Linked DNA regions of Rattus norvegicus: region 1 is linked to region 2. The links are chromatin contacts, called in public Hi-C maps. All regions are on one chromosome and are shown on one strand. The core of a region is the stretch at or near the end of the contact, and the rest is flanking DNA. Distances in the headings are between cores, read along the strand shown. Region 1 holds the start of Man1c1 (mannosidase, alpha, class 1C, member 1). Region 2 holds the start of Selenon (selenoprotein N).

Region 1 (4,760 bases), core at 589-3,088, 150 kb before region 2:
TTCACAGCAAAGGAAGGGCTAAAGTCCACGGATGCCTGTGCCTTGGGGCAGGGGCACACGTGTCTGACAACACATGTCTGTGTATGTGTGGGCTTGTGGAGGTGTCTCTGGGTATGCCTGTGCACATGTCAATGTTTGCTTAGATAGACCCGTCTAGATACACTTTGACATAATCGCTAGGGTGTCCGTGCTGAAACTAAGTGTATATTTGCATGTAGGCACACACTCACAGGACAGCCTCTGTATGCATGAAAATGCAAATGTGTAGTTACATGCATATCCTATGTATGACCCGTGCATATGTCCAGGTTCCTGAGTCTCTCTGTCCCTCTCTTCTTGCTTCTCATGTTAGCATCTCTCGCAAACCCCACCCAAGGGCCTTAGCCACGTTTTTGGTGGACGTATGAGAGGAACCCTGGAAATACTGATTCAGCCAGACCTAATCGCGGCCACAGCTCTCGGGTTTGGTCCAGCCATCCCCATCCCCCGCAGCGCGAAGCAGCTGTACCACCGCGGCTCGTCTGAGCTCTGAGCATCCCTGGCTACCAGCAACCTGGCAATCCCCGGCCAGTGCTGAAAAGTGACAGGGTCGCCCAACGATGGATAGCGCATTCCAGACCAACCTGGTCTCTTGGCCCTTCTTGGGGAGACCGAAACACAGAGCGGCTCAAGGCGGAGGTGGGCGGTGGAGGGGGCGTCTTGGTCTCTCGGAGTCCAGCGAACGTTGGGCAGAAACCAATGGGTGACTGTGGCCCATCGGGGATCCCTCGGAAGCAGCCAATGACCTCGCTCCGCTCTGCACCCCGCCCTCTCCACAGCGCGCAGCTGGACCATTGGAGCAAGCAGGAAGGGGGAGCGCAGCACCAGTACCGGGAGCGGGGGGCGTGGCCCGGACTAGGACCCGCCCATGTCTCCCGGTTAGGTTCCCCATTGGCCAGACTGCGGCGCCGCGGCGGGCGGAGAGGAGGGGCGCTAGGCGCGCTGTGGGCGTGGCTTGAGGGCGTGGCTGGCGGGGGGCGGGGCAGCAGCGCTGTCGCAGTGAGAGCCTGAGCGGCGGCGGCCCGTCTGGAGCTGCGGCGGGCGAGCCTGCGCGGCTAGCGGAGCCGCGGGGCCGGGAACAGGTGATCGCAGCGGGAGACCCGCGCCCTCCCGAGTTGCGGCGCCCGAGCCTGCGCTTCCGGGCTCAGCGGCAGCCTCCCAACCCCGGGCTGCTAGAGGCCAGCTTCAGGCTTAGCACGCGCTTCCTGGGTATCCCTCTCCCCGCGCGAGCATCTAGAGCCCCTGGGTCCCGCGCAGCCTCGGGAGCGGCAGCCGCGCGCGGCGGAGCAAAGTTGTGGACGTGTCCCGATCGCTGGGCCCCGCGCCGTCGCCACCGGCCGGGCGCGCGCTCTAGGAGCGGCGCTCGCCCTGCAGCCCCGGGGGCTCCCTTTGCAAACTGCTCCAGAGGCTGAAACTTCGGGTGCCGGCGGGTCGGGGCCTGCGTCCTGCGCACCCTCCTCGAGGACGTCGCGGACGGCATGTGACCGTTCCGGCGCGGGAAGGCGCGGGCTCCCTGGACCAGGCGGAGGGCAGGCTGCGGTGCACGGCGGGCCCGGGCTCCAGCCGAGCAGCCCCCCTCGCCCGGGCCCCGCCGAGGCCGGCGCGTTCCCGCCCCCGCGCGGGAGGATTCGCTCCAAACTCCCTGAACTTCGGGCGGGTCCCGAAGCGGCAGCCTCGAGGTGCACAGCTCTGCTCGGGGACCCCAGTCACTTCATCGTTGCTCTCCACCCTCGAGGACTCTAAAGACTCCTGGAGCCCCGGGCGGAGCTGACAGCCCCCTGCTGCTGGCCGTGCCGTGATGCTGGTGAGGAAAGTGCCGGGCTTCGTCCCGGCCTCGTCGTGGGGGCTGCGGTTGCCGCAGAAGTTCCTTTTTCTGCTCTTCCTCTCGGGCCTCGTTACCCTGTGCTTCGGTGCCCTGTTCCTGCTGCCCCACTCCTCTCGCCTCAAGCGCCTCTTCTCGGCCTCGCGGACGCAGCAGCCCGGCCTGGAGGTGATGGCCGAAATCGCCGGCCACCACTCGGTGTCAGAGCAAGAGCCGCCTCCCAACCCTGCCCCTGCGGCTCCGGCCCCGGGTGAGGACGATTCCGGCCGCCTGGTGGGTGTCCTCCGTAGGAAAGGGTGGCTGCGGCGAACCCGCCCCACCGGGCCCCGGGAGGAGGGCAACAGGGTTTCAGCCCTCCGGCCGCAGGAAGAGAGCGTCCGGTTCAGTTTCGACTACAATAGTTTCCGCAGCCGCCTTCGACACCCGGTCTTGGGGACAAGGACTGATGAGAGTCAGGAGTCCCAGAGTCTAGTGAGAGCTCAGAGAGAGAAAATCAAAGAGGTAAGCACCCCTCCCCTCCAACACACACCTCCGGCCAAGACTTCTAGCTGCAAGCCTTTCCCTACCTGCTTGGCCTCTCTTGGCTTCAGGTCTACTTAGACCCTTCAGGCATGCCGCAGCACCGCCCCTCAATCCAAAGTTACTCTCTTTCCATGGTGCATACTTTAGGGTGACTAGGCTAGGTCATGAATCCTACCCAACCTCCAGGTGAATTTTTTTCCCGTTGAGTTCCCAGGCCTGGTGGGCTTCAGGCTTTCCCTGATGGGCTTCAAGTAGAGCGGATTCTAGGTCCTTAGTTTTCGTTTGTACAGCACGGAGCCACTAGAAACCCTCTCCCTCACTGAGTGTCTTTTAAGTCTTGACTTCTTCTAATCTCCATCAGGCTATGGAAAAGCCAAGACCCGTGAGGTATTTGCTGTCCTGTTTTGTAATCTCTCAGCATCTTGCAAACCAGAGATCTCCAGCATCCCCGCTAACTGCTTCCTTCTATCGAACTTCGCCACAATTGTACATAATTGCATGTGAAAGACGAAGGAGTAATCAATAAAGCAGTGGTAATGTTACAGAAGCTCTGAGGTTATTGGCTTAATGAGGCGGGTCTTGGACTGGTTCCCCGTAAGGAGTGGGCCGAAGAGGGATTTAGAAGGATCACTTAGACTTGAGTCACAGACTTTGTTTTAAGACATCAAAAACAAACACGGCCTGGAACTGGCTTGCAGACAATTGCCAAGAGGCCACTGGTACTTGAGTGTTCTGCCCCACCCCAGCTAAGAGTGTTCTGCCTGAGATGCGTGGCCAACATAGCAGAGGGGGTTGCAGTGACACCCCCAGGCCACAAGGGGGCTGTGAGCAAGCCGTGGGCTAGGGTCTCCTCCCTGGAAAGAAGAGGATTCTTTCTCCTTCCCGGGGACCCAGAAGGAAAGCATTGCTTCAGTCTGGACCTCTGAGTTTACCGCAGGAAGTCAGCAGCCTGTTTCGATTTCTAGAGAGAGCAGCCAGCACCTTTAGAGTCTGCTGCCAAGATCTTCCACAGCCATTGGAGGACTTGGCTACCCTCTTCCTCTACGGGAGCTGTCCTTCCTCCCTGCACCCACCTCATTTACAGCTGCACCCAAAGGTGCTGTGCTGAGCCCTGTTTGAGCTTCTGTATAAGCAATCACAGGACACGTGGAAACACACACGAGCTTAGTCCTTGGTGTGTGCATGCTTGTGTGTGCACACAAGCAACTTCAGTTCCAGTTTTCACTCAACTCTTAAAGGTTAATCAAAGACTAGAGTTTATAACAGTTAAGTGAGAGCTGTCATCTGTGCCCTTTCTGTTCAGGCACTTCTTGTGTTCACTTCACCTGAGCCACCTGCCTCTCCCTTTCCTGTCCCTTAACCCAGTCCCACTTTCTACTCCTCCAAACCTCCTTAGCGGGCCACAGCCCCCCGTGAAATCACACACACATCTCGTTCGTGCATGCCGTCTCTCCTGGGATGCCTAGAGCTGCCAAGAAATTGTCAAAAAGATCTCCAAAAGCATTGGGAATTCTCCAGTGTGGGAGAGGTAGGACGAGCCACTTCTGAAAGCCTGGGCTAAGAGCCTTCTGAGAGCCTCCCTGGTAGGGCATGGCACAGGGGTGTGTGTGTGGGAAGCATGGGGGGTACGGTGGGCTGGCTCCTGGATGGGATCGTGGCCCTGTCCGTGCAGAGACAGCCTTTGTTACTAGCAGAGACTGGAGCTCCCCACTTGCTGCAGTGGCTGGGGCTGGTAGGAGGCACTTGCCGTGGAGGAGGGCTGCACGGTGCCAGGTATCTGGATGTGTGATGTGTCATCTCCTTACACCTCTGGTTGTAGCTAGAGGCACACTTGTGGTTCCTCGCACCTGCTGTTCTACAGCCTTCTTGCTCCGTCTGCAGACTTCAAGCTCCTCAGAGTGGTGGGCTCTGGGCTGTATTCACAGTTATGCTTGGGGACCTGTGGTCTTCTCAGGCTGCTTGACTTTGAACCCTGTCCCATGACCCCATTCTGAAAATGGTGGGTGGAGTCTTTGGCTTAGAAGTTAAAACACAATGACTGTCTTCATTGTCCCACCAGAGGAGGCATCCCGCTGGAGGTGTCTGTCCCCCCGTTCTCCTTTGGTCTCTCTCTGTGTCATGCCTACAGGTAGATCATTTTAAAGGTGCCTGTTTTCCAAAAAGGGACCGTGTCATTTGTCTCTGGTTTGTTTATTTCCAGACACGGATTGATTAGACTCAAGAAGAAGAGGAGAGCTAGCATCAGATAAAAAGAGACCCGTTCTTATAAGATGAGGCTTTTGAAAGTGAACGTAAGCATCAGGGCAGAATCTGAGAGAGTGACGGATGATCGTGGATGGAAACCGGACAGATACTCTGGCTCCGGAGCAAGTAAAAT
Region 2 (4,464 bases), core at 1,360-3,859:
TGTTGGCTTGTGAGCTCCGGGACGCCCCCACCTCCACCCCGAAAGTCCCTGTGCCTGTGGCCACCCAGCAATGAGATTACAGATAATCCTACACTGATTTCTTTTTTTCACGTGCATGCTGGGGATCTGAACTTGGGTCCTCATAGTTGTGCAGCCACTGCTGAGCCATCTCTTTTTTTTTTTTTTTTTTTTTTTTTTTTTGGTTCTTATTTTTTCGGAGCTGGGAACCGAACCCAGGGCCTTGTGCTTCCTAGCAAGCACTCTACCACTGAGCTAAATCCCCAACCCCGCTGAGCCATCTCTTAAGCCCCCAACAGCAGACTTGGCTGGGGCATGGTGGCACATGTCTTTAGTCGCAGCACGTGGGAAGCAGAGGCAAGCAGATCTCTATGAGTTCGAGGCCACCCTGGTCTACAGAGTGAGTTCCAGGGCAGCCAGGGCTACACGGAGAGACCCTGTTTCAGAAAAACAAAAGCAAAAACAAAACAAAACCAACTTAACTTGGCTAGGTGACCTGGGAACTAAATAAGACGGCATTATAAGCCAGTCAATCCCCATCTAGCACACAACGGTCTGGAATCCACTAGTGCGTGCACACTGGGGTCGCTAGTGCATGGGAGTTGATGGTGGTCTCCAAAGGTTACATGTCTTTCCTGTAGACTGAAGTCTAGAACTTCACAGCCGCTGGCCTCTGGGAAAGAGCAGTCACCTTGGGGCCTCAGAGCCTGATATAATTAAAGGAAGCCTGGCAGGAAGTCGGGCCCCTGGGGATGGACCCAGAGGAAAACATTTCCTGCAGTTACATCCGGTCCTTTCCCAATCCCTTCCCCAAGCGCACTGTTCTCCAGAAATAAATGATTCCGGCAGCAGGCCGGTCTAGCTGGCTACTGGCTACACCACCTGCTGGGGTTGCAGTCCCAGCAGCTCTGACTCCATCTCCATGAACCCCAGAAGGGCCTCTGGGACTCTCCACACTCAAGGGGAACCCTTGGCCCTGGGCTGGGAGGGTCTCAGTGCTCACCGCCTGTGTGGGATGGAGAGCAATCTGAAGAAGGGCCCTTCGGCTGGACCATGATGGGGAGGAGCAAGTTTCACGGCTTCTGCAGAGAACAGGTCTGGTCCAGCCCTCATGGAAACCACCGAGTATCAGCTTTACTTGTATGTGTAGACAAAACCTGCTCAGCCATGTTCTGTTCTGTATTATAAAGTGGATTTGTGGGGACCTAGTTCTGTGTGTATGTATGTGTGTGCATGTATGTGTGTGTGTCTGTGCATATGTGTGTATATTTGTATGTGTGTATGCATGTGAGTGTGTATGTATGTGTATGTGTGTGAGTCTATGTGTGTATATGTATGTATGTGTGTATGCGTGTGTATTTATGTGTGTATGTGTGTTGAGTCTATGTGTGCAAATTTGTGTATGAGTCTATGTATATGTGTATATATGTGTATGTGTGCATGTGTGTATGTATATTTATATATGTATGTATATATATGTTTGTATGTATGTGTGTTGAGCCTATGTGTGTATATTTGTATGTGTGTATGTGTATGCATGTGAGTGTGTATGTATGTGTATGTATGTGAGTCTATGTGTGTATATGTATGTATGTGTGTATGCATGTGTGTATATGTATGTATGTGTGTATGCATGTGTATTTATGTATGTATGTGTGTTGAGCCTATGTGTGTATATTTGTGTATGAGTCTATGTATGTGTGTATATATGTGTATGTGTGCATGTGTGTATGTATATTTATATATGTGTGTATGTATATGTTTGTATGTATGTGTTGAGTCTATGTGTGCATATGTATGTGTCTATGTGTGTATATATGTGTGTGGATGTGTATGTATGTGTGTGGATGTGTGTGTGTTGGGTCTCTGTGTACATATGTATGTGTATATATGTGAGTCTGTGAATGTGTGTGTGTGTGTGTGTGTGTGTGTGTGTTGTGTCCATGTCAGGTCTCTTCCTCTGTCACTCTCCAACTTATTTGTTGAGACAAGGTCTCTCGCAGACCCTAGAGTTCACCTGTTAGGCTAGGCTAACCCGCTAACAAGTCCTAGGGATCTTCTGTCTCAGCCTTCGTATGCAACAAATAGATGTGTGAGGACACATCTGGCTTTTTAACATGGGAGCTGGGAATCAGCTTCTGCAATGACCCACTGTGTCCTCTCCCCAGTCCCCAGAGGACTTTTGAGCCCTAACCATATTTTAGATCATAACAGCAGCGCACATTTTGCAAAAACTAACTGAACTTTAGATGGAAGGGAGAAAGGAAGGTAAAGAGTGTGTGTGCAGGGGTGAGGGTGCTCATACTTGAAGGCTCAGAGGACAAAAGACAGGAGGATCATCGCAAGTTCGGGGACAGCTTCGACAACACAGCGAGTTCCAGGCTAGCCTGAGCTACAGAGTAAAAGAATGTCTATAATTAATTAATTAATTAATTAATTAATTAATTATTTTATTATTTTTATTTTGGAAGAGGTGAGGTAGAGGGCCTGTGGACCCGCTGAGCAGGCGCCATGCCCTCGGGGCCTCTCTCTTCCCCCTGGCAGCGATGGGCCGGCAGTCCGCCTTGCTGACGCCCTCCCTCCGGGCTCCGCCCCGCGCCGCGCGATCCCCGTTCCCGCAGCCGCCGGGAGCCCGGGAGCCGCCGCCATGGCCCGGGCCCTCCCGGACGAGCGCCGCCCGCACAGCCCGGACCCCGGCGCGCAGCCCGCGCCTCCCCGCCGCCGAGCCCGAGCCTTGGCGCTGCTCGGAGCCCTGCTGGCCGCTATCGCCGCCGTCGCCGCTGCCCGGGCCTGCGCGCTCCTCGCCGACGCCCAGGCGGCCGCGCGGCAGGTCGGAGGGGACAGGAAGGGGACAGTGGCTGCAGAAAGAGGCGCAGAGCAAAGCTCTACCTCGCACCCGGGAAGGGGGGAACCGGGGAGGTCGGAGGGGACAGTGGCCAGGACAGGGTAAAAAGTAAGATCCAGCTTTTGGGAGGGGAGGGAGGGAACTCGGAGTAGACAATGGATGAAGGCGTGGAGTGAAGCTTGGACCAGCCGCGACTGGAAAGGGGACTAGGAACTCTGGGACCGCTGGGAGGTGACATTTGAGCAAACGGGCTGGCAAGTGTGGAGGGAACTCTGGGAGAGGACAGCAGGAGCTGCTGCAGGAAGCAGCTGCCTGCTCAGGGGCTGGGATGGAGAGTTTAGGGCCCCGAGGTGATGCTCAGCTCAGCCCCTTCCTCCCCAACAGGAATCGGCACTGAAGGTCCTGGGGACAGATGGCCTCTTTCTCTTTTCCTCGCTGGACACTGACCAGGATTCGTACATCAGTCCGGAGGAATTCAAACCCATCGCGGAGAAACTGACAGGTACCAGAGGGGCTGGACACTCAGGGGAAGCCTAAAAGGAATCGGCCCCTACCCCACCCCCTCACCACTTTCTGGCTGGTGGGTACATGAGTTGTCTTGGCACCCGAGCCCATTTCAATCATGTTTGTGAATGGCGACAGTAGCATTCTTCCCGCCACCTCCCGGGCCACATCATCACCATGAAGCAGTTGGAGAAGGTCAGCCTTTACACCTGTCACAGGCCTGGGGCGGTGGACACTGTCCCACCAGCTGCATTTCGTTTTTTTGTTTTTTTTTTTTTGTTTTTTTTTGTTTTTTTTTTTTTTTTGGTTCTTTTTTTCGGAGCTGGGGACCGAACCCAGGGCCTTGCGCTTCCTAGGTAAGCGCTTTCTTTTTTTTTTTTTTTTTTTTTTCCCGGGGCTGGGGACCGAACCCAGGACCTTGCGCTTCCTAGGTAAGCGCTCTACCACTGAGCCAAATCCCCAACCCCCCAGCTGCATTTCAAGCGATGAAGACACAGGCTAGAAGACAGAGAGAGCCGGGTTAGACTTGACCACCTGAATGCAGGGCCCTGCCTGGCTCTCAGGGTTAAGGATTCAGAGGCTGCAGTGCAATGGCTGGCATGCGGTCAGTCAGGAACAGGAGCCGCGCGGCTCAAAGGTTAGGTTGTAGAATTCCTAGCTGCTCAGGTCTGATTGCCGATTTCCTTAACAAAGGGGAAGATAATCCGAGTCTCTAACGAATGTATTATAAAGTGCTTGTCCCTCCCGTCCAGGCTGCGTGTCAGTGCACTTGTGAGTTCTGTGCTCCTGTACTGCGTGCCCATGACAGTCAGAGGATAGCCTGAGGGTCAGTGCCCTGTGCCTTCCGCCTTTTGTTTGAGGCAGAGTCTCTCCTTAGCCTGGAACCCTTCCACAGAGGCCAGGCTGGTGGCCAGCAAGCGGCCAGGGGTCCTCTTGCTCCCGTCTTATGCTGGATTACACATGACCCTGCCTGGCTTTTTACGTGACTTCTGGGGATCCCATCTCATGCTCTGAAGGCAGGTGCTTTATCTAGTGAGCCATCTTGCCAGCTACTGTGTTGCCATCTCCCCCTCCCCCCAACTTATGGAGACTGAACA

The links. A called contact is a pair of places that touch in the nucleus more often than the background predicts.
Region 1: a Hi-C map of Schwann cells shows a contact between it and region 2, with 4 times the contacts expected there. The contact joins the promoter of Man1c1 here to the promoter of Selenon in region 2. A contact is called at or near these places in 12 of 12 Hi-C or Micro-C datasets (the A7r5 cell line, the Rat2 cell line, Schwann cells and 7 more) and 1 of 1 datasets of contacts at active chromatin or transcription factors (oligodendrocytes).

What each region holds. Positions count from the first base shown.
Region 1 is chr5:152,194,017-152,198,776 of GRCr8, reverse strand. It overlaps Man1c1 (mannosidase, alpha, class 1C, member 1), which reads left to right and starts at 1,838. Exons shown (of 12, transcript NM_001108687.1): 1 at 1,838-2,362. The coding sequence starts at 1,838. LOC134487002 (a long non-coding RNA gene) reads right to left here and starts at 998. Exons shown (of 3, transcript XR_010066668.1): 1 at 624-998.
Region 2 is chr5:152,044,852-152,049,315 of GRCr8, reverse strand. Selenon (selenoprotein N) reads left to right here and starts at 2,609. Exons shown (of 12, transcript NM_001427657.1): 1 at 2,609-2,848; 2 at 3,248-3,365. The coding sequence starts at 2,666.